2 separate regions of the Pan troglodytes genome follow, and region 1 is linked to region 2. Evidence: chromatin contacts called from public Hi-C data. All regions are on one chromosome and are shown on one strand. Each heading gives the region's core, a stretch centred on a gene start, on an enhancer-like site or on the middle of the called end of the contact. The rest is flanking DNA. Distances are from core to core; before and after follow the strand shown. Region 1 overlaps TPCN2 (two pore segment channel 2). Region 2 has its middle 32 kb from the start of MRGPRD.

Evidence for each region. A called contact is a pair of places that touch in the nucleus more often than the background predicts.
Region 1: a Hi-C map of induced pluripotent stem cells shows a contact between it and region 2, with 4 times the contacts expected there. The contact joins two enhancer-like sites. A contact is called at or near these places in 3 of 7 Hi-C or Micro-C datasets (induced pluripotent stem cells and stem cell-derived neural progenitor cells).

Annotation. Positions count from the first base shown.
Region 1 is chr9:71,134,574-71,140,214 of NHGRI_mPanTro3-v2.0_pri, forward strand. The region is part of intron 19 of TPCN2 (two pore segment channel 2); the gene reads left to right. Among named protein-coding and RNA genes, the nearest start is that of TPCN2, 38 kb to the left of the region's middle. Within about 2 kb of position 4,133, at least 2 of the 24 cell types and tissues checked have an H3K27ac peak or open chromatin away from gene starts, as enhancers often do. A contact at or near this core is called in induced pluripotent stem cells, where this site is marked.
Region 2 is chr9:70,995,947-71,001,948 of NHGRI_mPanTro3-v2.0_pri, forward strand. No RefSeq gene overlaps it. Among named protein-coding and RNA genes, the nearest start is that of MRGPRD, 32 kb to the right of the region's middle. Within about 2 kb of position 2,900, at least 4 of the 24 cell types and tissues checked have an H3K27ac peak or open chromatin away from gene starts, as enhancers often do. A contact at or near this core is called in induced pluripotent stem cells, where this site is marked.

The DNA of each region.
Region 1 (5,641 bases), core at 2,883-5,382, 140 kb after region 2:
GGACCCCAGCTGTGCCTCGCGCCTCTGGAAATAGACGCTGGGAAGAGAATCTTGCCTCAGGTGCTGTCTGCCCAGCCCCCTAACTTGCACAGCAGAGGAAACTGAGGCCCAGAAAGGGGACCAGGTTAGCCCAGGCGTGTACCCCTTCCACTCTGCTGACACATGTTAGGGACAGGCCTGGGGTTGGCGGGCAGCCTGTCCCCTAACTGTGGCTGCCAGGGTACCTGGGGGCAGGGCCCTAATTCCCTTAGGAGCTCCATGACCACGCCTGCCTGAGCCCCACTGTGTCTGTGGACCCGCCAGCCCTGGGGGAGACCAGCTGCGTGTGTTTTGAAGTAGCAGCCAGGCTGGAATCCCAGCCCTGGGCAGAGGGTCCTGGCCTCACAGTCATCCTCTGGCTTTGCGGTTCTGTCTGGGGAGGGGGGTGGCGGGTGCACCCATGGGTGGGGCTGACCAGTCCCCGGCTCCTGGCCCGCCAGGTGGTCTACTACGTATTTGCCATCATTGGGATCAACTTGTTTAGAGGCGTCATTGTGGCTTCTCCTGGAAACAGCAGGTGAGGTGGGGTCCGAGGTGCCACAGGGAGTGTCTCAGGGGTGCTGGGGTGGGCGGGAAGCCTTGGCGGTGGCCTCAGTGGGCTCAGCATCTCAGGATGGGAGGGTGTTCTCCCAGTTCCTTCGTCTCCTCCCTCCACCCCCTTTTCCCCACCCCCAATTTCCACCTCCGCTCCGCACCTCTCCTAGGAGCCCTTGCCTGGAGTCTGCTAAACACATTTCTCGTGGCCTGCGCAGAGCAGCACTTTCCCTGCCCCCTGAGCCTCTGTATCCCAATTTGGACCTTCAGGCCAGGCTGAGCACGCCAGCAGAGGAAAGGGGTGTAAGGTATCAGGCCTCAGAACCTGGAGCCCCCGCCCCTGACCCAGGTGTGTTGTGTTCCCCAGCCTGGCCCCTGCCAATGGCTCGGTGCCCTGTGGGAGCTTCGAGCAGCTGGAGTACTGGGCCAACAACTTCGATGACTTTGCGGTGAGCCCTGCGCCCTGTCCCAGCACCCTGCTCCCCGGGCTCCTCCCCTCCCCACCTCCTGGGCCCTCCTGGACCGCTGGTCTCTGCCCCCGCAGGCTGCCCTGGTCACTCTGTGGAACTTGATGGTGGTGAACAACTGGCAGGTGTTTCTGGATGCGTATCGGCGCTACTCGGGCCCGTGAGTCCTCGTCTCCCTGACGGCAGTGATTCTCCGTGCAGCCTGGGGGTTCCCTCACCTCCGGGCACGCTGCATCTGCACTGGATGCCCGGAGCGTGGCTGGGACGGGGACTCGGGCCTTGACAGGGAAGTTGGCCAGCGTGGCATCCTGGCTCGCCTTGTCCCTGCCCCCTGCATAGCCACATCGTGACTCTCAGGATGGTGGCCAGTGACTCTGGGTTTACACCTCCTGGAGGTCGTTGGTGTGTTTGGGGCTTCTGAGGAATTCCATGGGGGTGGGGGAGCCCCGGGAAGGCTGAGTGAACGAGATAGTTCAGCTCTGAGCTTGAAGAGCTCAGACTGGCCCCAGCTGATGGTCCTGGGTTTTAATCCCAGCACCGCCTCCTGCTGGCTTAGCTACCTCGGCAGCTTGTTGCACGTTTCTAGGCCTCAGTTGGGTTGTTTCTGAGATGGAAATAGTAACGCGCTCTGCATCATGGTGTGTGTGGGCCGGCTGCCCGAGAGCTGTCCTGGCCACGCAGCAGTGGTGTTTGTATCGAGTGCTCTTGCTTTGCTCATCGTGGTTCACAGGGTGGGTCTCTGTCCTCCGCAGGTGGTCCAAGATCTATTTTGTATTGTGGTGGCTGGTGTCGTCTGTCATCTGGGTCAACCTGTTTCTGGCCCTGATTCTGGAGGTATCAGAGATCCCCACCCAGGCTGTTCTCCATGGTCGTTTGTTTCTAATTCACTTTCGATGGGCCTGAGGCCACCGGCCGGGCCTGCCTGGAACTTTGATGGGAGAGTCGTGCTGGGTTAGGCGGGTCCTGAGTGAGGCTGAGCCCCTCCCGTGGGGCTCAGTGCTGCCCGCCCTGGCTGCTGGGGCCTTGGGGAGTGCTCCTGACATCTGGGCTGCTGGGGCCTTGGGGGGTGCTCCTGACATCTGGGCTGCTGGGGCCTTGGGGGGTGCTCCTGACATCTGGGCTGTGGGGATTCTCAGGCCCCCAGGTCGGGCTGAAGGAGGGACTTGGACATTGGCTCCAGGAGGAGCCAGCAGCCTCGTGGGGCCTGTGCCTGGGTGTCCAGGGTGAATGGCTCAGCCCCCTCAGTGGGTGCCCTGTGGCTGACCCTGGAGGGGCCGGGGATGGGGCAAGGCTGCTTTCACTCGGGGCCCACACTCACTGGCCACTCCTCCTGCTTGCCAGAACTTCCTTCACAAGTGGGACCCCCGCAGCCACCTGCAGCCCCTTGCTGGGACCCCAGAGGCCACCTACCAGATGACTGTGGAGCTCCTGTTCAGGTGTGTGGGTGGGGAAGGCGCTTCTGTCTGGCCCCCTGGGATGGGAAGCCAAGAGCTGGGGGGTGGAGGGGTTGAGGCGGCGGGCAGGCCCTGATGACTGTCCTCCCCCTCCGCCTGGTTATCTGGCTTTGGTCCTGTGCTCTAGGAGAGCAGCTCAGAGCCGGGATCGGGAGGGCTTCTTCTTCCTGCCACTGGCGTCATAGCCTTTGTCCTGCTCTCCTGCTCTTGGATTGGGCATATTTAAGGCACCATCCTTCAGGGTCCATTGGATCCTGTTGGATGTAAACAAGGGACCTGAGGAAACCGCACCCATCTCTTCTCCTGGCAGCTTTGAGATGGTTCCTCTGCTAGTCCAGAAAAGTGACCACCCAGAGGCAGCCCTGCTGTGGGGCCTCTGTGCCTTCCACCAGGGGCTGCCGAGTTGCTGCAGCCAAGCCCTGCGGTCCTGCCAGCCAGTGGGAAGACGTGGCCCCTGGGCTTTTAAGAATGCCGTGTAGATATTTCTAGTGGCTACATCCATCCTGAGGCTCATCTGAGTCCCCGTGCCTCTGTGTCCCTGTGACACTCACTTCGCATGTGTTGCTAAGCTCTGCTCCCTTGTTCTTGTGGGCAGGCCAGGGTCTCCCTCCTTTAGAGGCCCCTGTGTGCATCTTTCCTCAATTCCACAGGGATATTCTGGAGGAGCCCGGGGAGGATGAGCTCACAGAGAGGCTGAGCCAGCACCCGCACCTGTGGCTGTGCAGGTGACGTCTGGGCTGCCGTCCCAGCGGGGGCGGCAGGAGAGAGAGGCTGGCCTACACAGGTGCCCGTCATGGAAGAGGCGGCCATGCTGTGGCCAGCCAGGCAGGAAGAGACCTTTCCTCTGACGGACCACTAAGCTGGGGACAGGAACCAAGTCCTTTGCGTGTGGCCCAACAACCATCTACAGAACAGCTGCTGGTGCTTCAGGGAGGCGCCGTGCCCTCCGCTTTCTTTTATAGCTGCTTCAGTGAGAATTCCCTCGTCGACTCCACAGGGACCTTTCAGACAAAAATGCAAGAAGCAGCGGCCTCCCCTGTCCCCTGCAGCTTCCGTGGTGCCTTTGCTGCCGGCGGCCCTTGGGGACCACAGGCCTGACCAGGGCCTGCACAGGTTAACCGTCAGACTTCCGGGGCATTCAGGTGGGGATGCTGGTGGTTTGACATGGAGAGAACCTTGACTGTGTTTTATTATTTCATGGCTTGTATGAGTGTGACTGGGTGTGTTTCTTTAGGGTTCTGATTGCCAGTTATTTTCATCAATAAGTCTTACAAAGAATGGGATTGTCATTCTTCACTTCAGCACAGTTCTAGTCCTGCTTCTCTGGAGTAGGGTTGTTGAGTAAGGTTGCTTGGGTTGTGCATTGCACAAGGGCACATGGCTGTGAGGTGTATCCTGGCGGGGGGCTGTCTACCTGCAGTGAGGGGCACCTTTTCTGTTTTGCTCAAAGGCATGTATAAGCCAATGGGTGACCTTATTTCCTGTGTCTTCAGGTGTGTGGCAGGGGGCCTGGGTTGGGGAGGTGGGGCGAGCGAGCAGTGTGTGGAAAGCCTTGTTGTCACCTGAAGCAGGCCAGGTCCAGATTGACCAATGGTTTTCTCACTTCAGGGGCCAACCCACGCCCCCTTTCTGCTGAGGTTTGGGTGCCATCTAGTGGTGGGATGGGACTTGGTTGACTACATTTAAGGCAAGGTGGACCCAGCAACTCCCAGAAACAACTCCGGGGACACCACTCCCCCTCACACTCCACACCGAGCCTGGTGCCCGGTCTGTGCCCAAGCTCAGCGGGACCAGGAAGGGATGGGCCCTGCCAGGGTTGCCCCTGCACTGTGCATTCTTGCCTGGGAGGCACAAGTTCTTTCATCTGCTTTTCCTTCAGAGGTGCTGAGCCCACGCCATAGCCCCTGTGGGATGGTGGGGGAGGGGGCGACCCGAACAACAGTGCAGTCGGTATCGAGATTGGGGAGAGGAGCGAGTCCAAGGAGAAGAAGGTCATGAGTTTCTTTTTACTCGTGTCGAATAATAACAATAACAATATGGAAACCACCGCAAACTTGGAGAAAAGTTGTAAGTACAGTAAAGAGAAGCTTCCTTCTGAGTCACTTGAGTGGTTGCCGTTCTGGCCCTGCACCCTCTGTGCTTTGGGACGGCGTCCAACCCGCATTCGTGTCAGGAGTGAGTCGCACGTGGCTTTGTGGTCATGGCGACTTAATCTGCCTGGACGGTGGCTCCGTCTCCCTGGGCTTAGACGACCTTGGCACTTCTGGAGATAAGCCCATGGCTCCCAGGTTGTGTTCATGTGACGTTTCCTTGTGGTAGGTTCTGGGTCTGCATTTTGTCTAGGAGTGTCACAGGATGGACACTGCCTCCTGGCAGGGGCTGCCCAATGCAGTTAGCCTCCTGCTGGTGTTCTCTCTTGTTGCTTGGTGAAGGTGGCCACGGTCAGCTTCTCCACTGCCCAGTGAACGACCCCTTTGTAATGAATGAGTGGGGAGGTAGTGTGAAGCGATGCCAATATCCCATCCCTGTCAAACTGCCTTTACTTTTTCCTTCCTTCCTTGCTCCCACCTGTGTGGATCCTGGTCCCTTCTTGTATTCAGGGCTGTGGTCTGTTATGACGTTTACTCTCAGGCTCAGGTCCTGCTTGTTTGGCCCGTGGGAGCCCCTTCTTCTGCCTTTTGTGTTTTTTTTGTTATGTACCTACAGTTCTTTAGCTGTTTCTTTACTTTCTGGTGCAAAAAGATGTTCAAGCCTTATTTTATACCTGCCTGCCCCTTTCTCTTTCATTTATTGGAGTGAGCTGCAGCTCTAAGGAGACCTGTTCCTTTGAATGGAGAGTAGCATCAGGAACCAGGATGTGGGTGCGAGGCGTGCTCCTGGCTGTTGCAGATTGCTGCGCCCGGGAGCTCTTAGTGGACAGAGCTAGAGGATATGTGCACGTACTTCCATCTCTCTCTCTGTCTCATCTATTCACAGCTGGGAATGACACTAATACCTCCGATTTTAGCCCAGCACCACAGGGTACGTTCCAGTTTTTCTCTCTTTCCATAGCTGTAAGGCCCTTTCTGGGAATGGTTCTCATTCTCCTCAATCTATTATTGGGTCAGTTTTCCTGCATGTCCCCAGCCTCCCATCACTGCCACCCAC
Region 2 (6,002 bases), core at 1,650-4,149:
TTTTAAAAATTCACACCATTTTCCTTTCAGCATCGAAGAGCCCTTCCCTCATGTCCCTTTTTGCAGTGCTCTCCCTGTGGGGCTGCGTCTTCTCTTTTCTGTCTGTGGGTGTGGTTTTGTATTGTTTGCTGCTTTCTTTTTCCTGCAGTGTTTCGATTCCAAATGGCTTCCGTCTGCCTTTCGCATCGTGGCTTTCTGCAGATTCTGGTAGTTGTCCCCTCCTATCAGCCAGGGACTGACTCTCCAAGACCGTGCGGAGGGCTCGCTGACTGTGGGCTTCACTGAGGCATCAGCTGCCCGGCCGTTGAGCCAGGGACCAGAAGTCTTTCCCCCTGGATGTGCTAGGTTGCAATCACAGTCTCTGTTCATACACCTGCTTAATCACCCTCCACTCAGTACAGGGTCCCCCCGCCCAGCTATGCCTTGGGACCCTAGGGCAGACTCATTCTGTTTTACCCACTGCAGAGCCTAGTCGGGTATTTGGTCTTTTCTCAGAGTAGAGGAGGAGGCTTCTCTGAGTAGCAGATGGGATTAGAAGATCTGATTGCTGCTGCTTTCATAAAAATTATAAAATATCTATAACATGAAATTTAACATTTTAACCATTGTGTAAGCAAGTGTACAACTCAGCGGCATCCCTTACATTCCCAGCATTGTGCAACCATCACCACCATCTGTCTCCAGAACTTTCTCATCTTCCCACATGGAAACTCCATCCCCATCAAATACCAACCCCCCAGCCCCTGGAATCTCTGTTCATTTTCTGTCTCCATGACTGATTGCTTCTTTTAAAGACTTCCATCCACCCGCCTTATTTTAGCTCCTTCCCACCCCACTTCTTGGGCTCCCAAGGCCCCCAGTTCCTGAGCCTTTAGGTGATTCTGTGGCATCAATTTATTTAGTGGCCTTATGTAGATGCGTGTGTTCAATCCGCTAACTTTACATGGATGTTTCTCTAGATCAGGGGGTCCCAGGGGTACGGGTCCATGACCTGTTAGGAACTGGGCCTCACAGCAGGAGGTGAGTGGTGGGTGCGCCTGTGAAGCTTCATCTGTATTTACAGCCACTCCTCACGCTCGCGTCACTGCCCGAGCTCCGCCTCCCGTCAGATCAGCAGCGGCGTTAGATTCTCATAGGAGCGCGAACCCTATTGTGAACTGCGCATGCGAGGGATCCAGGCTGCGTGCTCCTTTATGAGACTCTGATGCCTGATGATCTGTCACTGTCTCCCATCACCCTAAGATGGGACTGTCTAGTTGCAGGGAAAGAAGCTCAGGGCTCCCACTGATTCTACATTATGGTGAATTGTAGAATTATTTTATTATATATTACAATGTCAATAATAGAAATAAAGTGTGCAATAAATGTCATGCGCTTGGGTCATCCTGAAATCATTCCCCCTGCCACCCCACGGCCTGGCCCATGGAGAAATTATCTTCCACGAAACCGGTCTCTGGTGCCAAAAAGGCTGGAGACTGTTGCTCTATAATATTTAAGTTATCTTTTGCAGAGACTTTGTGTTTTGAGACAGGGTCTTGCTCTGTTGGCCAGGCTGGAGTGCAGTGGCACAATCACGGTTCATTGTAGCCTCGACCTCCTGGGCTCCAGAGATCCTCCCACCTCAGCTTCCTGAGTAGCTGGGACTACAGACACATGCCACCATGCCCAGATAATTTTTTAAAAAAATTTTTAGTAGAGATAGGGTCTTTGTTGCCCAGACTGGTCTGCTGGGCTAAGTGATTCTCTCACCTCAGCCTCCCAAAGTGTTGGGGTTACAGGCGTGAGTCACCACACCTGGCCCTTTGCAGATACTTTGTAAACAACCAGTAGAATCATTTTATAATCACATTATATTACATAATCATTTAATGTTAGTGCTTAATGACAAAAGTTGGATATAAAACTACAAAATCAGCATGCTCAACGTACGCCAAACACACATATATGCATAGAAAGGATGGAGCTGGGTGTGGTGGCGCACACCTGTAGTCCGAGCTACTCAGGAAGCCAAGGCAGGAGGATCGCTTGAGCCCAGGAGTCCCAGGCCAGCCTGGGTAAACATAGTGAGACCTTGGCTCTAAAATTAAAAAAAGAAAAAGAAAAGATACGAAGGCGTATGGCCATTGTAAACACCTCTGATCTTTGGGATTTGGTGTGATTCTTGGTCTCTCGTTTATAGCTAAAAAAAAAAAAAGTTTCTCCAATGATGAATGTTGGTTCTATAATCAGAACAGGACAATTCCTGCTGGTTTTCCAGTTAGGCAGCTGATGGGGTCGCAGCTGCTCCCATTTTTCAGCAAGTGCCAAGGAAAGGCCAGATTTCCAGTGGGTCTGGGGTCCTCCACGTTCTTTCTCCATCCCAGGCCTGTGTGGTCTCGGTGGCTGTGGGCTGGGGTGAGCCAGAGTTGGGCAGTGAGGAGAGGGAAATTGGCCCAGTTTGTGTCTTAGAAAAGTCCCTCTGGTGGCTGCCTTGAGGAGGTGTCTGAGGTGGAAAACCTGCCAGCAGCTATAGTCTGGAGAAGTCAGAGTCAGGTGGGGTACACAGGGGCGCATCTGCTGATTATACATGGGCTCAGTCATCAGAACTTGCAGACTGGCCTCCTGCAGGGGTGAGGGGCTGGGAAGATCCCCACGCTTCTGGCTTGGGGGACGAGTGACTTTAATGGCTCACAAAGCACTGTCCAAATGTTCTTAATAATAAGAATTGTGTTTCTTTCTTGTTTAATGCACATATGCTATCCAGAAGTCCCACACTCCTGGAAATGCATGTATATGCAGAATTCCGGGTTTTCTAGTGATGTCAGCCTGATTGGCATCTACCAGACAGTTCTACTGAGACCTGGGGCCCCTCGCCATGAGCAGAAGCAGGGAAGGCTGCAGCCCCCCTGGGGTAGGAGCTCTTTGTCTTCATTGTAGCAGCGGTGGATGCAGCTCTCAGCCTGGCCCTTTTCAAGTCAGCCGGATAGGGTCGGAGTTCCTCCTGTCACTTGGGTCAGCCGGACAGGGGCTGAGCTCCTCCTCTCACAGGCCCACTCTGTCTCATGACAGGTGTCAGTACCCGCTTGTCTGCTGGGAGAACTGTGTGATTCTCTGACAGAGGTCATGACACCTTGGTACATTCTGCACCTTGGTTGCTGGGGGAGACATCTGACATCAGCCCGGCCAGGAGAACCCAGCTGTGGTTCCAGGTGTGGTGTGTGGCTCCAGGGAATGGCTTTTGGGGGTTTCAGCCAGTCACGGCAAGCCTATCCCCTTGACCTGTGCCTATTCTAGGTGGACCTGGGAGCCTGATTCCAGGGGGACCTGGGAACCTGGTTCTGTTTAATGAACAGCGGAGTGGAGGACAGAGGAGAGAGGCCCCCAGAGGCTGGGGGCCTCTGGGAAAGATCTGATTTACATTTTCTTTCTTTTTTGAGGCAGGGTCTCGCTCTGTTGCCCAGGCTGGAGTACAGTGGTGCAATCATGGCTCACTGCAGCTTCAACCTTCTGGGCTCAAGCGATCTTCCTACCTCATCCTCCCCTGTAGCTGAGACTACAGGCATGCGCCACCAATATCTAGCTAATTTTTGTATTTTTTGTAGAAATGGGGTTTCACCATGTTGCCCAGGCTGCTCAAACTCCTGGGCTGAAGCAATTCACCTGCCTTGGCCTCCTGAAGTGCTGGGATTACAGGTGTGAGCCACCGTGCCAGCTCTGTTTTTAAGGTTTCACTCTGTCACCCAGGCTGGAGTGCGGTGGCACAATCACAGCTGACTGCATGCAGCCTCCACCTCCTGGCTTGAAGTGATCCTCCCACCTCACCCTCCTGAGTAGCTGGGACTGCAGGCATGTGCCACCCAGCTAAAAAATACACCTGGCTAATTTTTGTATTTGTTGTAGAGATGGGGTTTCACCATGTTGCCCAGGCTGGTCTCAAACTCCTGAGCTCAAGCAATCCACCCGCCTCGGTCTCCCAAAGTGCTGGGATTACAGGCATGAACCACCACACCTGGCCTGATTTACTTTATCTCAGTGGATTTGCCACTTCTGGACATTTCCTGTCATAGAGTTGTACAACATGTGGCCTTCTGTGACTGGCTTCCTTCACTGAGCGTGTCTTTCGGCTTCATCGGTGCTGCAGCGTGTCAGCTCACCATTCCTTTTTTTTTTTTTTTTTTTTTTAATAGAGTCTCGCTCTATCGCCCAGGCTGGAGTGCAGTGGTGTGACCTCAGCTCACTGCAACCTCCGCCTCCCAGGTTCAAGCGATTCTTCTGCCTCAGCCTCCCAAGTAGCTGGGACTACAGGTGTGCACCACCACGCCCAGCTAATTGTTTTGTATTTTTAGTAGAGACGGGGTTTCACCATGTTGGCTGGGCTGCTCTTGAACTCCTGAACTCTGGTGATCCGCACACCTTGGCCTCCCAAAGTGCTGGGATCACAGGCATGAGCCACCGCGCCCGGCCTCGCCATTTCTTTTTAAGACAGAATAACATTCTGCTGTGTGGGCACACCGCTTTTTGTTGATCCATTCATCAGGGTAGGCATTTCGATTTTTCCACTTTCTGGCTATTGTGAATAATGCTGCTATGAACATTTGTGTTCAAGTTTTAATGTGGACGTCTTTTTCCTTCTCCTGGTTACTTACTTAGGAGTGCAAATGTGGGGTTTCATGGTAGTCTGTCCTCTGGATGTCTTGAAAAGCCAGCAGTGATTTAGGCCTTTGCAGCGAGCCTCTGAACCAGACTCTTTATAAAACTGTCTCCTTTGGCCCTCACTCTCCCCCTGGGAGGGAGGTGTGGATGTTCTGTCTGTGTTTTCAGGTGAGGAAACAGAGGTGCAGGGCAGCGGGGAGACTTGCCGGCCCTCACTGCAACCTCCGCCTCCTGGGTTCAAGTGATTCTCCTGTCTCAGCCTCCTGAATAGTTGGGATTATAGGCATGAGCCACCACGCCTGGCTAATTTTTGTATTTTTAGTAGAGACAGGGTTTCACCATGTTGGCCAGGCTGTTCTTGAACCCTGACCTCAGGTGATCTGCCTGCCTCGGCCTCCCAAAGTGCTGGGATTATAGGCATGAGCCACCACGCCTGGCTAATTTCTGTATTTTTAGTAGAGATGGGGTTTCACCATGTTGGCCAGGCTGGTCTCGAACACTGACCTCAGGTGATCTGCCTGCCTCGGCCTACCAAAGTGCTGGGATTATAGGCATGAGCTACTGCGTCCGGCCAGACTCTTTTTTTTTTTTTTTTTTTTTTTTGAGACGGAGTCTTGCTCTGTCTCCAGGCTAGAGTGCAGTGGCGTGATCTTGGCTCACTGCAACCTCCGCTTCCCAGGTTCAAGCGATTTTCCTGCCTCAGCCTCCGGAGTAGCTGGGACTACAGGCACATGCCACCATGCCCAGCTAATTTTTGTATTTTTAGTAGAGACAGGGTTTCACCATGTTGGCCAGGATCGTCTCAATCTCTTGACCTCGTGATCTGCTCACCTTGGCCTCGAAAAATGCTGGGATTACAGGCGTGAGCCACCACGCCCAACCGACTCTCTTTTTATTTAAGAGTACAGCACTAATAGCTCACAGAAAGCTCTAGGTGTGCGGATGGGGGAAGGGTGAGTTGATTAGTGGTTTCATTGTCAGCTTACAAGGACATCAGTGATTTTGTTGGGGAAAACCTTTCATATCACTGTCTGGAGTTCTTGCCTCTTGGGCAGGCCATTTTCCCCAGTGTGGTAGAATAATAGCTCCCCAGCGTTGTCTGTCCATGTCATAATCCCTAGGATCTGTGAATTTGTTACCTTAAATGGCAAAGGAGACTTTGCAGGTATGATTAAGAATCTTGAGACTCAGAAACTCTTAGGAGGCCAGATGTGGTGGCTGGCACCTGTAATCCCAGCACTGAAGCTGCAGCAGGAGAACTGAGAACAACCAGGGCAACACAGTGAGACCCCCGTCTCTACAAAAAAATAAATAATTATCTGAGTGTGGTGATGCATGCCTGTAGTCTCAGCTACTTGGGAGGATGAGGT